Regions from separate parts of the Mus musculus genome. Here all the other regions are linked to region 1. Evidence: chromatin contacts called from public promoter capture Hi-C data. All regions are on one chromosome and are shown on one strand. The core of a region is the stretch at or near the end of the contact, and the rest is flanking DNA. Distances in the headings are between cores, read along the strand shown.

What was found. Promoter capture Hi-C pulls out the DNA fragments that hold promoters and counts their contacts.
Region 2: a contact with region 1 is called in a promoter capture Hi-C map of liver, with 3 times the contacts expected there. The contact joins the promoter of Isg20l2 here to the promoter of Mtx1 in region 1. A contact is called at or near these places in 3 of 39 promoter capture datasets (cranial neural crest, liver and pre-B cells).
Region 3: a contact with region 1 is called in a promoter capture Hi-C map of pre-B cells, with 2.4 times the contacts expected there. The contact joins the promoter of Ints3 here to the promoter of Mtx1 in region 1. A contact is called at or near these places in 2 of 39 promoter capture datasets (cranial neural crest and pre-B cells) and 1 of 9 other capture datasets (liver).
Region 4: a contact with region 1 is called in a promoter capture Hi-C map of erythroid cells, with 4 times the contacts expected there. The contact joins the promoter of Creb3l4 here to the promoter of Mtx1 in region 1. A contact is called at or near these places in 2 of 39 promoter capture datasets (erythroid cells and liver) and 1 of 115 datasets of contacts at active chromatin or transcription factors (pancreatic cancer cells).

Annotation. Positions count from the first base shown.
Region 1 is chr3:89,212,249-89,215,888 of GRCm38.p6, forward strand. Mtx1 (metaxin 1) reads right to left here and starts at 1,659. Exons shown (of 8, transcript NM_013604.3): 1 at 1,565-1,659; 2 at 629-698; 3 at 435-514. The coding sequence starts at 1,645. Thbs3 (thrombospondin 3) reads left to right here and starts at 2,932. Exons shown (of 23, transcript NM_013691.3): 1 at 2,932-3,076. The coding sequence starts at 2,998.
Region 2 is chr3:87,928,618-87,932,257 of GRCm38.p6, forward strand. It overlaps Isg20l2 (interferon stimulated exonuclease gene 20-like 2), which reads left to right and starts at 1,697. Exons shown (of 4, transcript NM_177663.4): 1 at 1,697-1,994; 2 at 2,714-3,640. The coding sequence starts at 2,867. It overlaps Rrnad1 (ribosomal RNA adenine dimethylase domain containing 1), which reads right to left and starts at 1,578. Exons shown (of 8, transcript NM_153562.4): 1 at 1,239-1,578. The coding sequence starts at 1,349.
Region 3 is chr3:90,431,841-90,435,480 of GRCm38.p6, forward strand. It overlaps Ints3 (integrator complex subunit 3), which reads right to left and starts at 1,796. Exons shown (of 30, transcript NM_145540.3): 1 at 964-1,796. The coding sequence starts at 1,110.
Region 4 is chr3:90,241,187-90,244,826 of GRCm38.p6, forward strand. It overlaps Creb3l4 (cAMP responsive element binding protein 3-like 4), which reads right to left and starts at 1,957. Exons shown (of 10, transcript NM_001307934.1): 1 at 1,832-1,957; 2 at 1,536-1,650; 3 at 1,025-1,259; 4 at 746-867. The coding sequence starts at 1,646.

The DNA of each region.
Region 1 (3,640 bases), core at 409-2,908:
GGTTCTTATGTCTTCCAGGCTGGCCCCAAACACACTATGTAGCCAAAGATGATTTTAAATTTCTGATCATCCCACTTCTACCAAGTGCTGGGATTATATGCGTGTACCACCATGACGGTTTATATTAGAAATTCCTTTCAGGTCTACCCGGAAACCAACTGCTGTTCTCTACTCTTCTTTATTTTCCATGTGTCATCAGCCTGTGTATTTCTCTTCCTCCCTGCCCATTTGATTTCTCCGCTTATCCCACCCCACAGCCCCTTAAGTTCACTATCTGGCCAACTGCTTGTCACAGTCACACTGCATCCCCCATGCTGCTCCTCCCTGCTCTGGATCACACTGCTCTTGCCTGGCCTGTGTCTGGTGGCCAATAAATAAGTTACACTTCACGGACTGGATTTCCTCCATTGTCAGCCCCCACTCAAGTCACCTACCTCTTTACGAAGATGGGTGATGATCTTGTGTGGCACTGTAATGACTTTCCCATCACTGGTTCGAAGAGCAGGCAGAGTTCCTGATATTGAGAAAGAAGTATACTCACAGGGTCCAGCTTGCCTAGTCATACTCATTTGCATTGCATTCCTGTCCCCTGCTCCTCCCCTGGCACATTCCTGTCCCTCAGGGATACCTGAAGGGCTCTGCCAAGGATTGCTGGTCTTGTGTATCTTCAGTGGGGCGCCTGTAAATCTGGTATAGGTCTGCAGGGAAGGAAGCAGACGGTAGAGAGGCCAGGGTATGGCTTCATAAAGAAACCAAGAAAAGAATCCGTGACTCAGTAAATTATGTTCTATGGTCTATACTTTTATACCAAAAGGAGAGGCGGAAAGAGGGTGTCATTCCTATTTACAAATGGGCAAACTAGACCAGACAGTTCATGGACATGTTTATATGTCCATTTCCAAGATTAAACATTAGGAAAAGATTTCTACCCTTATGCCATCTACACTGTAAAGCCTATTCACAAAAGCTTTTCCTAATTAACTTCCCTCTTCCTGGAAGTACTGATTTACTTTGACAGTCTCTGTATTCTGTTTCTACTTTACATCAATACACGTGATCGTTTCATTATTTGCTTACATGTTTGCCTTTCTGTTAACAATTTCAATACAAGGGTCAAAATCGTATTGCAAGGGAATGTTTTTTACTCTAAGAGGCATAATAAATGTTTTTTGCAATCCCGAAGACGTTGAATGAAGAGAAGCAAGTCTGCCTAGTTCTAAAGGTCTTCCTACACAGTCTGGCTGTGGGGCTGTCTGGTCTACGAAAACGAGATTCAATGGATTCATAGCGGAAAAAGAAGAGATCGTCCAGAAGGGGTTATCCCAAGGTCACCCAGCCAATAAATGGATAGGCAAGGTCTAAACCCATCTTCTGAAGCCCTGACCAAGCCTACTTCCACTGCTACACAAATCGATCCTAGGAAATCCGGACGTAAGGCGCGGAGCCCACATCGGCCTTCGACTGCCTCAGTTTCTCTCAAGACGCATGCGTCTCGGTTCTCGGCAAAGCTCGAGCACCCACTCCGGCTCTCCAGAGATCAGAGGACAGGTGCATGAGCCCTCACCAGCACGGCCAGACTATCCAGGTCCACCGACGGCAATCCCCAGCCCCCTGACCAGCAGAACAGCTCCATGGGCGCCGCCATCTTGTACGCTCTCTGACCCGGAAGCACCTTCTCGTATGCGTCGGCCTTCTCTCGCCAGGAACCGCCCCTGGTCCCCGCCTCCCTGGCCGCCGGGGCTTTGGGGTCTGGGGAGGCGTGGCTCTTGGCGGCCTGAGCCGCGGCGGGGCTGTGAGAGGTGGGGCATCGGCCTTCTGGGGAGCGCCGCGGGCTCGTCCTGAGGCGGCCCCCGTAAGGGAGCAGGGCCGCCGTCCAGACGCGCTTGGGACTTTCGCGGCGCCTCTGCCGAGCGTAGCCACGAACCGCCGGCGACACGGAGGGCTTGGGAGAGGGGCATCTGGTGCGGCTTGTCGGTCTCTGGGGGCACTTGCCAAACTGCACATGGCCCCGACAACCCCGGGCCCTCTCAGGTCTCAGCCCTGAGCGGACGCCGCGGGGGGGTCCCCCGAGCCGCATGTTTTCCACTGCGCGTTATGTTTGGAGAGGGCCTCGCGCTGCCTGTCGCCATGGAAACAAAACAGGGGCGGTGGCGGCGCCCGAGCTGAGGCCCGGCTGGGGCCTGAGTGGGGGAAGGGGAGGTGCGGCTCGCGGGCAGTTGCCTTCGTAACGGGAACTCCTGGTCGGTCCCCAGCTCCCCTCGGGTTCACCCCGGACAGGGCCATCCCGCGGTATCCAGTGTTCCCCAGTCCCATCCTCGCTCCTGTCTTCTAGTTTATGGCTCTAGCCTCTGGTGATGCTTTCCCCTTTCTGATGTCTTAGAAAGCCATCAAGTTCTCGTCGGTGCTTCCAGATTTCTATTTTCCCAAGAGTGAGGGGAAATGGAGGAATGGGCACATGTCAGGGACGCAACACACCGTAATAAAAAAATTTTTTTTTTTTTTGCTGTGCCACATCAATAAGCCTCGTGTCGTACGTAGTCTTCTAGGCACTGTAGCAAAGGATGGTCCACTGACATCCATTTCCGCCAACCGTGAAATAATGCCTAGAACCTAGAATTGCCCAAGGCAGGGGATTCTGACTTTTCCAACCACTGCTTGCAGAGAACAGTAGCATTTGGTAGCGCTGTTAAGTTGAAAGCTCCCAAGAACCAGATGTCAGGCTAAAGGGAAGCATCTTTGAGGAAAATCATTATGGTGGAGCAGGAGGCAAGGAAAGCTCTGGGACTCTTTCCCAGTGCCTCTGGTTTCGGGAGCCGGTGATGCCTCCAAGGTGATTGGCAGCTCTTTGTTTCAACCCCCCCCCCTACCCGCCTGCTCCCCCCCAACCCCCCAGCTCGCTCCTCAGTCCCTCCGCCCCCCTCCTGCTCCTGCTCTCCGCCTAGTCTTTTTCCCTCCCAGTCGCCTTGCCTGCCAGGGGTAGTGAACCGGCTAAGCGGCATGGAGAAGCCGGAACTTTGGGGTGTCCTGGCTCTCCTCCTCCTCTGCTCTTACACGTGTGGCAGTCAGGACCTTCAGGGTAAGCCTGCATTCATCCCCCTTGACACCTCTTTGTCTCCTTTCTTTTGCCCCCAGGCAAATAACAGACCACATGTGAGTTTGAGAGAGAGGGAAGAGTCCTGAAATGGGTTGGAGAGAAAAGTTAACACTGCGAAGAGTGAAGGGTTGGTGATAATGTAGGAGGGGTGGGCACCAGAGTGGTGGGTGAGTGCAGATTGGTGCAGTGTCAGGCACTGAGACCAGGATGGATCCAGGAGGACTCCACGACAGAGTTAGTCTCAGAGCATCAACAGGATAGTCTGGGCAAGCAGCTTGATTGATGGTGACTGCACGGTGGGGGACCCTGGGCTTGGTTCCCCCCCCCTTTACTCTGGCTCTTGGTTTCTAAAAGATAGGGCGGGGGTGGGGATTGGGCAGCTTGAACTCTCCCGGAGGTCTGGTGGGGGGATGGCCCATGGGTGGTGTAGGAGAGGTGGTAGGAGCAGATGACACAAGCAAAGATTCTTTACTGGCTGGAAGGGAAACCACAGATTGGCCAGGACACAGGAGGAAGAGATGCTGGCTGGGTCCTACATTCCCAGGG
Region 2 (3,640 bases), core at 447-2,946, 1.3 Mb before region 1:
ACAGCTGTGTATTTTAATTCATTCATTTGTTCTTTTAAAATTCTGGGGCTGTGGGGGCCAGGTATGGTGTCTATTATTAAAGGATCCCAGCACTCAGGTGGCAAAGGCCAGAATATCTCCATGAGATATTTCAACATAGTGAGTACCCATCTGAAAATAATGAACTAATTAAGGAGCAATTAAAAGCCTTGTTAGGAAGCCGGGCGTGGGCGTGGTGGCGCATGCCTTTAATCCCAGCACTCCAGAGGCAGAGGCAGGTGGATTTCTGAGTTCGAGGCCAGTCTGGTCTACAAAGTGAGTTCCAGGACAGCCAGGGCTATACAGAGAAACCCTGTCTCGAAAAAACAAAAAACAAACAAACAAAAATGCTTTTAACCACATAGCCATCTTGTTAGTCCTAGACAAACATTTACCCTAAAACAGCGGTTCTCAACCTGTAGGTTGGGACCTCTTTGGGGGTTCACACTTCAGCTATCCCGCATATCAGGTATTTACGATTCATAACAGTAGTAAAATTACAGTTACAGAGTAGCAACAAAAGATACTTTTATAGTTGGAGATCACAACATGAGGAACTGTACTAAATGGATGGATGTAGGATCACGAAGGTTGAGAATCACCCCACCCACAAGCCTTGCTGGTGCTCTTCTGTGTGTGTGGGGGGGAGTTGGGGGGAAATGAGACATGTCTCAACACTCGTTAAGCTGGCTGCAAGTCAAGACAATTCTGCCTTAGTCTTCTGAGGGGCGAGATTACAGAAAGGTAACTTTATGTATGTCTGCCCTGTTTTGTTTCCCTCCCCTCCTTTTTTAAAGTAACATCGTCCAGTCCAGGCTGCCCTAGAACTTGTTTTGTAGCCCAGGGGAACCTTTTACTCCCGATTCTCCTGCATCTACTTCTTAGGTGACAGGATTACAAGGGTACACCACATTTGGCCAAGCACTTCCTCTTCCCCAACCCACTCTTTATTGCCTTTAGTGGAGGATATCCTATGGAACATCTCGTTTCTCGTATGTTTCTATGCAACTGTAGCATGGCCAAATGTTGGTTGTGGGGTTTCAAATGAAACAAACAAAACTTAAGTATTAGAGTCAGAAGGCTGGGTGAAAAGTATTCTAGTAGTCAACGCGTTCCTTATTAGGAAGAGATAAAAGCTGTCTCCACATTTTCTCTGCAGTGGGCTCCTATTCACCCCCCGCCCCCCAAGAAGCACCCCGCCCTCAGCCCGGTGGCCTCACGATGATGTAGGCGTCCAGGATGGAACGGTAGTGAGCTAGGACGCGGGTGAGGTCCACAGCCAGTTGCCTTCTCTCCTCATGCGAGAGGCCATGGGCTGAAACGCCCCGCATCCTGTGGCGTGAAATGTCGGTGCAAGGAGGGAGGAGGTGAGGAGACACAAGGTCGGTACCACGAAACCATGCAACCCAAACCGGACTCAATTCTGCACGCCCGACGCAAAGCAAGAACTCCGAACCCGCCCGACGACACCTCTCAGGGCGATCCCGTCCTATTACAAATCCTTAGAACAAGGCGCACTTGCCCAACGTCACGACTTCCACTGGGCCAAGCCATTTGCGCAGCCGCAGGGGACTCGGAGACGTCACAGAAGCGCGCCCAGCACCAGCTTACGGCGAGGGGGTCAGCTGCAGGTCCCACCCTCCCTCCCGGAAGTGGGACCACGGTTCCGGCGCACTCTGTTCCGCTTCCCGCGGCCCACCACCTTCGAGTTGTACCTCCACGGGGCCCGAGGGGCCGGGGAGCGCATCCCGCCCCCGCCCCCACCCACGCCGCCGCCGCCGCCACCGCCGTTCCCGCTGCTCACGCACTCCGAGTCGCTGGCCTCGCTGCCTGAGGTGGGGGCGCTGCGGGCGCGTGCGCGCCGGCCGCCTTCCCGTTGTCGCCCGCGTTCTTGCCGTCCCGGCATACGTCGGCGCGCGCCTGCGCCTGCATCCGGCTTCGGACGCTTGCGATCTTAGTGGGGAACCAACTTGGAGGTAGGTGTATAGGGTGTTCGGGAATAGTTCGTGGATCGTCAAGAATGTGGTGGCCGAGGTGGCTGGCCCTCCACTGTGTCCTTACTGTGGGAGACAGGTAAGGTATGTGAGGAGATCGCCCCCACGTGGAGCCGAGGGAGCGCGACACCTGGATTTGGTCTTCATTTCGTAGCACGCTGAGAATTCCTGGGTGATCCAGAGGGTATTTGTGTTGTTTCTTCTCACCACTGGTACTTAAAAGTCTCATCTGACGCCCTTGTTTTGACTTCATAGACATGATAGAGTCGATCTCCGTGGGTCCCACATCTTTTTATCCGCAGCCTCAGCACCCTCATTTTATGTAATTAGATTTATTATTTGTCTGAGTGTTTTGTTTGTATTTATGTATGTGTATCGTTTAATTGCCCGGGGCCTGCAGAGATCGGAAGGCATCTAGTTTTTTCTGAAGCTGGAGGTACAGATGCTGTGAACTACTACAACGTGGGTGCCTGGAACTGAACTTAATATCTCTGCGAGAGCAACAAGGTTATAACTACTAAGGCGTTTCTCCAGCCCCAGCATCTTTAGTTTTTAAAATGGCACAGAGATCCGGAGAAGGGAAATAACCCTTTTAAGACCAACCTAAAGGTGAATTGTGGAGGCTTCAGTAGTTAGCCGGGCTTTGGGGCTTGTGGAAGTTATCACTTATGTCTTCCAGAACTGATCTTCTTTTCTCTCAGGCCTATGGTGCGGGAATCAGGATTACTTTGTCCCCAAGGCTGATTGCAGACCTCCACATGTTGAACTATGGGATTCCACAGAGGATGAGCCTCTCATCCTTTTGCTATCAGTGAGCCATTCTTCCCAGCTTCCTCCCACCATCCACTGATCTCATGTCTACCATACTCCTGAATTTAGACTTTGGGCAACCTTCGAAAAAGGCATTTGGAGGAAATGCCAAACATCAACGCTTTGTCAAGAAGCGAAGGTTCTTGGAACAGAAAGGATTTCTGAATAAAAAGAACCAACCCCCTAACAAGGTGTCTAAGTTGAACTCAGAACCTCCAAAGAAAGGGGAAACTTCAAGAGTAGATGGCATTTTGAAGATCCTTCCATGCCCAAAGAAGAAAGAGGCAGCTGCCTCCAAGAGGGACTCAGAGCAGTCCAAAGACAAGAAAGCACCATTGTCTTGGCTGACCCCTGCTCCTTCAAAGAAGACTGCTTCTGTTGTGTCTAAAATAGATTTGCTAGGGGAGTTTCAGAGTGCCCTTCCAAAGACTAAGAGCACCCAGAAGAAGGGCTCCAAGAAGAAGTCCTTGAAAAAGAAAATTGCTACAGAGAACTCCACCCAAGCTCAGTCAAAGGATAAAGGCTCCAAGAAGAAGCCCTTGAAGAAAAATGCTGTACCGAACTCCACCCAAGCTCGTTCTGAAGATAAGTGCCCTACAGTCCCCCAAAACTTGCCAGGGAAGATGGTGGCAATAGACTGTGAAATGGTGGGCACAGGACCCAAGGGACGCGTTAGTTCCCTGGCTCGATGCAGCATTGTAAATTACAATGGTGATGTGCTGTACGATGAGTACGTCCTCCCCCCCTGCTACATCGTCAACTACCGGACCAGATGGAGTGGCATCCGGAAGTGCCACATGGTTAACGCTACACCCTTT
Region 3 (3,640 bases), core at 546-3,045, 1.2 Mb after region 1:
ACCATGGAACTGAATGCTTTAGGCTTTACAAACAGTTCAACAATCATGCCTCCGTCTGTCCTACATCCTAAGTACGTCTTCCTGTGTGTAAGTTGTGGAAGTGGCTACACAGATCATCTCTAGTTAGTCAAGCACAGGGTGAGACCAAGCAAAGAAAAGGAAGGGACAAGCCTCCTCACTCATGTTCTGTGTCTGCCTGTCGTTGTTTTGTTTTGTTTTGTTTTGTTTTGTTTTCTGAGGCTGGGTTTCTCTCTGTAGCCCTGGCTGTCCTGGAGCTCTCTTTGTAGACCAGGCTGGCCTCAAACTCACAGAGATCCACTTGCCTCTGCCTCCCGTACCTCTCCTTCGTGTGTGTATGTACTCTCTGGTACTAAGGAAAGCAGTCCCCTATATACTGGCTCACCCCACTGCTATGACTGATATTACCAAACTAGATACTACTTACTTGTAAGTCTTCACTCACTCTATAAATGCTCGGTTAAAATCACTGACAAGTGTCTGTATCCACACACAGTCAATGATACCATCTAAGAAGAGGGGCCAAGTCTGTAGGAAGTTGCCAATCCTCAGACACCTGCCTGTAAACACATATATACTTTTCAACTTAACACTCTCAAATAGGGTGGATATTTTAGATAGCTATTGGTGTGTATGTGGGAAGAAATGAAAATAACTTTGGTCAGTACTGATGCTACATCCCTTCTGTAACCAACACCCCTCACACCCATTTTCTTAATAGCGGCAGCTGTTACTAGGGCAACCTGTCCAGGAAATTGACCCACACTTCTTCCTCCAGAAGCAGGAAGCAAGAGCAATGTTTCTGCCTTACAAAAAAAAAATAATAATAATAATAAATAAATAAAATAAACTTGAAGGCCTTTTCTCCCCACCCCCACCCCATATGCGATCCAGCATCCCTCCTCAACCCAATTCCTTACTCCCTTCCCCACCCCCCACACCTACCTCCTCTAACTCATCCTTGGCATCCAAACTGGTTGAAAGTAGCAGCCTCCCCCCTCCTGGGGCTCCTGCTCCCGCTCCTCCTCCTCCACCTCCCGCTGCTCCTGATGCAGCAGCTGCTACGGTCCCCTTTCCCTTCTGTAACTCCATGGCTGCAGCCAAGAGACCAGAAGAGGTCAAGGGAGTAGACGGGTGTTAAGTCCTAGAAATGGAGAACTCTGGCTTGCCAAGGACGAGGAGCAAGAGGAACAAGTGGGAGGGAGGCCGACAGGCCTGGCTTTCCGCACTCTTGCCTCCTCTCCTGCGGAGGGGGAAGGCGCGGGTTCTCTAGATGCTCCCTCAGGAGTGGCCGGGCTGGGGCAAAGCTTTTGCGCAGAAGTATGGTAGACTAAGGGTCTTGTGTCCTGCAGGGAGATAGGCAAGGCTGCCACCCTTGCAGAAGTGGAGGGGGAAACCCTCTGGCTTCTTATCCTGAAAGGAGGGGAAACCCTAAGTTTCTGCCTCTCGAGGCGTGGGAAGGAGTCCTGGCCCTGAATTGGGAGTGGGAAACCTTCCCGGCGGGATTGGGAAACGCGGTTCCTTGGAATCCGGCCCCTAGCGGGTGAGGATGCAGCAGGAGCGCTATGGGAGGACCAGCTTCTCCCCACACCACACAGAGGCGGCCATGGTGGAAGGGCGGGGGAGGCTGAGAGTGCCCGAGCGGGCAGAGTCGTCGCCGGCGCCGGAAGTGAGCAGTCGCGGTCCCGGGCGTCCGCCAATAGCGGCTTCCGCGGTGGCGCCAGGTCTCTAAGGAGTAAGCCGACGACGGCGGACTGGCCTTTTCCCGGGCTGCCAATTGTAGGGAGAAGAATTGAGTCTGGTCTGACGGGCAACAAGTGTGCCCAATCGCATCCTTCCTCTGCATCTGGAGGCGGGACGGGAGGTACGGAGTGGGTGCTACTGCTGGGCGATCCGGAAAAAGCCGGGCTGCGCCTGCGCGCGCCAACACGCATGCGCGACGTTTCCCTCTTGCTCCACTCCCTACAGGTGTTCGGAACGTTGTCCTTGGGTAGTAGGCTGGGAGGATGGAAACCTAGCCCATAAGTGTCTATTCAGGAAAAGGAGCTGCCGAGTCCCAACCCCTACGCAGTCGCGTAGCAAACGCCCTCAGGGTCTGAAGCTACTTCCTGAACTAAAAATGCTACACGCGGCCGATTGTATGAGCTCTTGGGTGTGCAATTATTAGTAACAATTTGAAAACAAAAAAAGTGCATTGATTCTCTAGTGCAAACCAAATAGTTAGAATCGTACCAGCACTCGCTTTAACACAGTTTACTAAGTGATGGGACCTCGTCTTTTGAGACTCTGGGACTGACAAATGTCACTGAAGCCTATTGTATTTACACACACACAATCCATTGAGAGTTGTGGTTTGTTGTGATCATAGTAGGGCTTGATTGTATGAGAGTTCTTTTACCGTGCGTCTCTCAACAGAACTTTTCATTTTTAGGCGTATGAGCCTATTGCTGTCCACAGCTCTAAGGTGGGTGTGGTAATATATGCCTGCCATCCTAATACGTGGGAAGCTGGCCCATCAAATTCATGTTCCCCTTCCGTCCCCCATTTGTAGATATAGGCCTATTTTCCTGCACTATCCATTTTCAAGGCCAGTGGGCAGGTAAATTGTTAACAATGTCCTTGGAAGAATTCCAAGTTCCATAGCTACTGTTTTGGGAGTGAAGCACTCTTGAACCCAAGCTGGCCTCACTTTTGTGGCATTCTTTCTGCCTCCCAGGGACTTCTGTATCCTAATTACAAATAAAATAAGACCCGGACTGGCCGATCTCCAAATACACTTCTGGCATTCTACAATCCTCCTGAGTAAGCTTTGAATAACTTCTAGGTAAAGGACTGATTCAGCCTCGGAACTACAAACAAGTCATTACAATAGCTTAATATAACCGGGACACATGTATTGGATGGAAAGAAGAAAAAGAAAGGGCCGGGCGTGGTGGTGCACGCCTTTAATCCCAGCACTCGGGAGGCAGAGGCAGGTGGATTTCTCAGTTCGAGGCCAGCCTGGTCTACAAAGTGAGTTCCAGGACAGCCAGGGCTACACAGAGAAACCCTGTCTCAAAAAAACAAAAAAAAAAAAAAAAAAAGAAAAAAGAAAAGAAGGAAGGAAAAAAGATGTATAATACTGAATATTCTTTCCATTTTTTTTTTTTTTTTGAAGTGTACTGGGTTTGTTTGTGGTACTGATGATTGAACTCAGGAATTCAAAATAGGTAAATGCCCTGCCAGGGAACTTCCATGTGCTTTTTTTAATTTTAAAAATTCATTTATTGTTTTTTGAGACACTTGTTCCTATGTAGGTAAGGATGACTTTCCTGATCCTCTCAAGAGTTAGGACTGCATGTGTGCACCACCACAATTGTGCTTTATAGCATCTTTAAATAAGCACTGTATAGTGTAGTGGGGGCTGGCGCTGGGGTGCTTGCCTTCCATCTGCAAAGCTGCATTCACTCAGGAAGTGGTGGCGCACGCCTTTAATCCCAGCACTTGGGAGGCAGAGGCAGGCAGATTTCTGAGTTCGAGGTCAGCCTGGTCCACAGAGTGAGTTCCAGGACAGCCAGGGCTACACAGAGTAGCCCTGTCTTGAAAAAAAAACAATAATAATAATAATAATAGTAATAATAAT
Region 4 (3,640 bases), core at 707-3,206, 1.0 Mb after region 1:
TCCCCTCCAAGTGTTTTGATAGCATGTTTCTTCCAATCTCTCTAACCAAGATCTCATGAGAATGAAGCATAGAGGGCTTCATCTAGAAATAAAACAAGCACAGACCCTGTGCTGATATACACACCCCTACTGTGGCTTCTGGTCCCAGCTTCAAGCATGGTTTTAGAGGTTGGCTAGGACTCTGCTCCCTGCCTTTGGACACAAGGTACACAGGGTAGAGAGAGGACTATGGCCTGAGACTGGCCTCTCTTGGTCTGCACAGCAGGAATGTCTAGCCTATCTTGGAAAGGGACATGATAGGGTACTCCACTACAGCACTGGCCACAGGGCAGTTCTTCTAGTGCAAGCACCTGCTGCTGCTTCGCTATCGCTATCACCCTGTCCTCATTAGCCAGGTGGATTCCCAGGGGTCCTGTCCCAGTTCCCTTTCCTGAGCAAGGCAGAGAAAGTAGCTCTGACTGAATGTTAATGCACACTGGGTCTTGAGCTCTGACAGCAGGCTCCCTCATCGCACCTGCTAAGACTTAAATGATTCCTTACCACCCTGATCCCCTATAGTTCTCCAGCCCCTACACTTTCCGGCTCTTAGAATTGCTTGTTTCTCCTTGGCCTTCAAAACCACTGCTACCAAAAGTGGGGCAAACCAGTTCCTCATTAGTGTCTCCTCCCTTTTCCCCCATGCCCCCACTCATATGAGGGCATGTATACTGGGGGAACATCAGTTCTGGTTGGCGTCGAGACTTACCATGGCTGCAGGAGGTGCTGGGGCTCTGGTGCTGACCCTAGGCAGGATATGTCTATGCGAATCGGAGGGCAGTCCACTGACTGTGCATGCATCAGGGACCATAAGTGCAGGGGTCCACTGATCTGAAAAAAGATACAGAGACTGGGACAAAGGAGTCAGAAGGCTGTGGTAAGGGCGGGGACTGGGCAGTGGCACAGTTTGGGAACCTTCTCCCCTTAATCTCACCACCAGGGCTGGGCCTGAAAGGGGCGTTGCCCTATTTCCAAAAAGTACACTGACCTATCTGAATAGAGATGAGTCCGAAGGTTGGCCCAGCTTCCCGCTGAGTTCCCTGTAGGGTCCCTGAATCATAGACAACCTCATAGAGGGCAGGGGAACTGGAAGCCTGTTGGGCAGGGGAGCCAGGATCTTCAGAGACCCCACTGTCCCTACCAGGAGATGTTTCTGAGCAGTGTATCATATTGGGATCGATAAAGAGGTTCAGGAAATCGTCAGGTTCACTCTTCTGAAGGCCCTATAGGAGGAGAGGGTACGCATGTCTGCAAAGAAGTACCTTGACAGTCTTACCTGACAGTAGTCTTAGATCCTTAATGCTTCAATGCTATCCCTTCTTGGACATAGGAAGAGTAACAATACGCGTCTATTTCGTGGGCTCTATTATGAGAACTCTTTCTTTGTGACGACTTAAGGCTTCTAGTCAGAGTTCTCTCAACCTAACTCCCACTTCCATTGAACAGCCTGGGCTACAGCCCCTACTCATCTCCCAGCTTTGCAGCCCCTGTTCTTGTACCCTGGTCACCGGGACCTTTGACGCGGGACCGTTGAATCCCAGCTCCAGGAAGGATCCCGTCGAGAAGATATCTTCTGGGGGTTCCAGCAACTCAGGGCACCCGAGCTCCATGTTTCTGCATGGGAGGGAAAGTTATAAGGAAGGTGGTGGCTGCCCTCGCCTCTGAAGCTACGGGCTCCTCGGCATTTTCTCCGTTAGTTACTCTTTTCCTCTGCTCTCATGAGGCAGCCCCTCGGAGGAGAACACACTTCAGGCCTTATCTTTGGGTTCAGAAAAATAGCCCCACTGGGTATTACCTGTTTTATTCTCTTTAGTTGTTGTTCGGAGAACTTTGCTCTGCCAAACCAGCCTAGCCCGCTGAAGCCCCAAACACTACACCTTTTCTTTCCACCAGGATCTGTATCCTGGTCCTGCCCAATCAGGCCCCGCCCACTACGCTGTCCGTGGAGTTTGGGGTAGGAAAGGGTGGGGGAAGGGAGAGGGTTGGGTTGCACCTGGCCAGGAACCACTGTCGGGACCTGCATCTGGGAGTAATATTAAGACACTGTCCATGTGCAAACAGAAATAAAACTATAGGTACCCACACCCTTTCTGTCAGTTTTCTCAGTGCTAGTAGATCTTGCTGCGGGCTTGATGTCTCGTCAGCAAAGAGTTGAGATAGTAGTGACTGGTACACAGGATTCCCAGGTGTCTGTTTCGAAGCCACAATCTTTACAAGTGGGAGACCCATCTCAGGGTAGAGAAAGAAACCAAGATTTTGAAGGCATCCTCCATCCCAGCTCCGGCCCCCTGCGCCACAAGGCATTCTTCCACTGGTGAATCCTAATTGGGCATTGAAGACTTAGGACCGGGTTTCTAGCCAATGGCTGACTATCTCGAGGCTCACGCCCTCGCGGTTAGCAACAATAGACCAGCAGAAAAGAATCCCAGAAGTAATTTGGCAGGGCTCCGGGTTCCAGCCAGAGGCCCCTACTTATATTGTAGGAAAGTTGAGCTAAAGCTTCCGTGCTGAGGGTAGGAACCGCACAGAGGTTGTTTGGGTTTGAGTTTGTTTACCTCGTGGTTCTGAGGCCCCAAGTTATTACTTAGGCAGACCTGTAGCCTGTGGACCAGGATTCCACTTTCTGGCAGCTACCTGTGCAATCGGCCTATGTGGATCCAGGAACCGGGTTACACATTGCTGCACTTTGGGGACCCTGCTAACCCATGCGGGGGGACACAGGACAGGGAAACTGCCATACATTAGCCAAACATTTACTTTTGGTTTGAAATCTTATTGTTTCCTTAAACTATTAGTTTTATGTATAGTTTTGTGTTTTGAAACAGGAGTGAGGAGGTCTCATTTCTCAGGGTGGCCTCCTGAGTAGCTGATACTGTATCAGTGTAGCTTGAAACCTGTTTCAGAGGTTGTGTGGGAGTGCATGCCAGTAATTTTCATGCCCAAGAGGCTTACCAGAAGTGTCTCTGCTGCCAAGGCCAGCCTGGGCTACATAAGATCCTGTTTCAATTAATCCCAGCATTCAAGAGGCAGAGGCAGACTGCTCTGGCCTCAAGGTCTACAAAGTGAGTTCCAGGACAGCCAAGGGTACACAGAGAAACCCTGTCTTGAAAAAAAAAACCAAAAACCAAAACAACAAAACCACAAACAAAAAAACCCAAAAGTACCAATTATCTATTCAGTGATGTGTCCAATAAGTTCTATTTTTCTTACCTCACACTTACAGCTGCCTTCTTGTCAGAAAGTATCAGATGGTGGAACAATATTAAAGGAGAGTTGGAGGAGAGCTGATGAAAATGAGGCTTTAATTTTGAGCTGTTTGCTTGTTCATTTTTTTTTAAAGCAGGATTTCATTGTTTATTCTGGCTTGTTCATTAGTTTTGTTTTTTTGAGGCAAGGTATCACTGTGTGTTCCTAACTTGTTTGTCTGTTGTTGTTTGGGTTGGTTGAGGCAGGGTCTCACTGGAGTTGTGAGATCATTATAATTTCCTTTTCCTTCCTCCTTTCTCTTTTCTTTTAGTGTAAGGGCAGACACTCACAGGCAGTAGAGGGGAGATGGCTCACGTGCCACTCACTGATCACCATGGAGGCCAGAGGACAGCTCTCA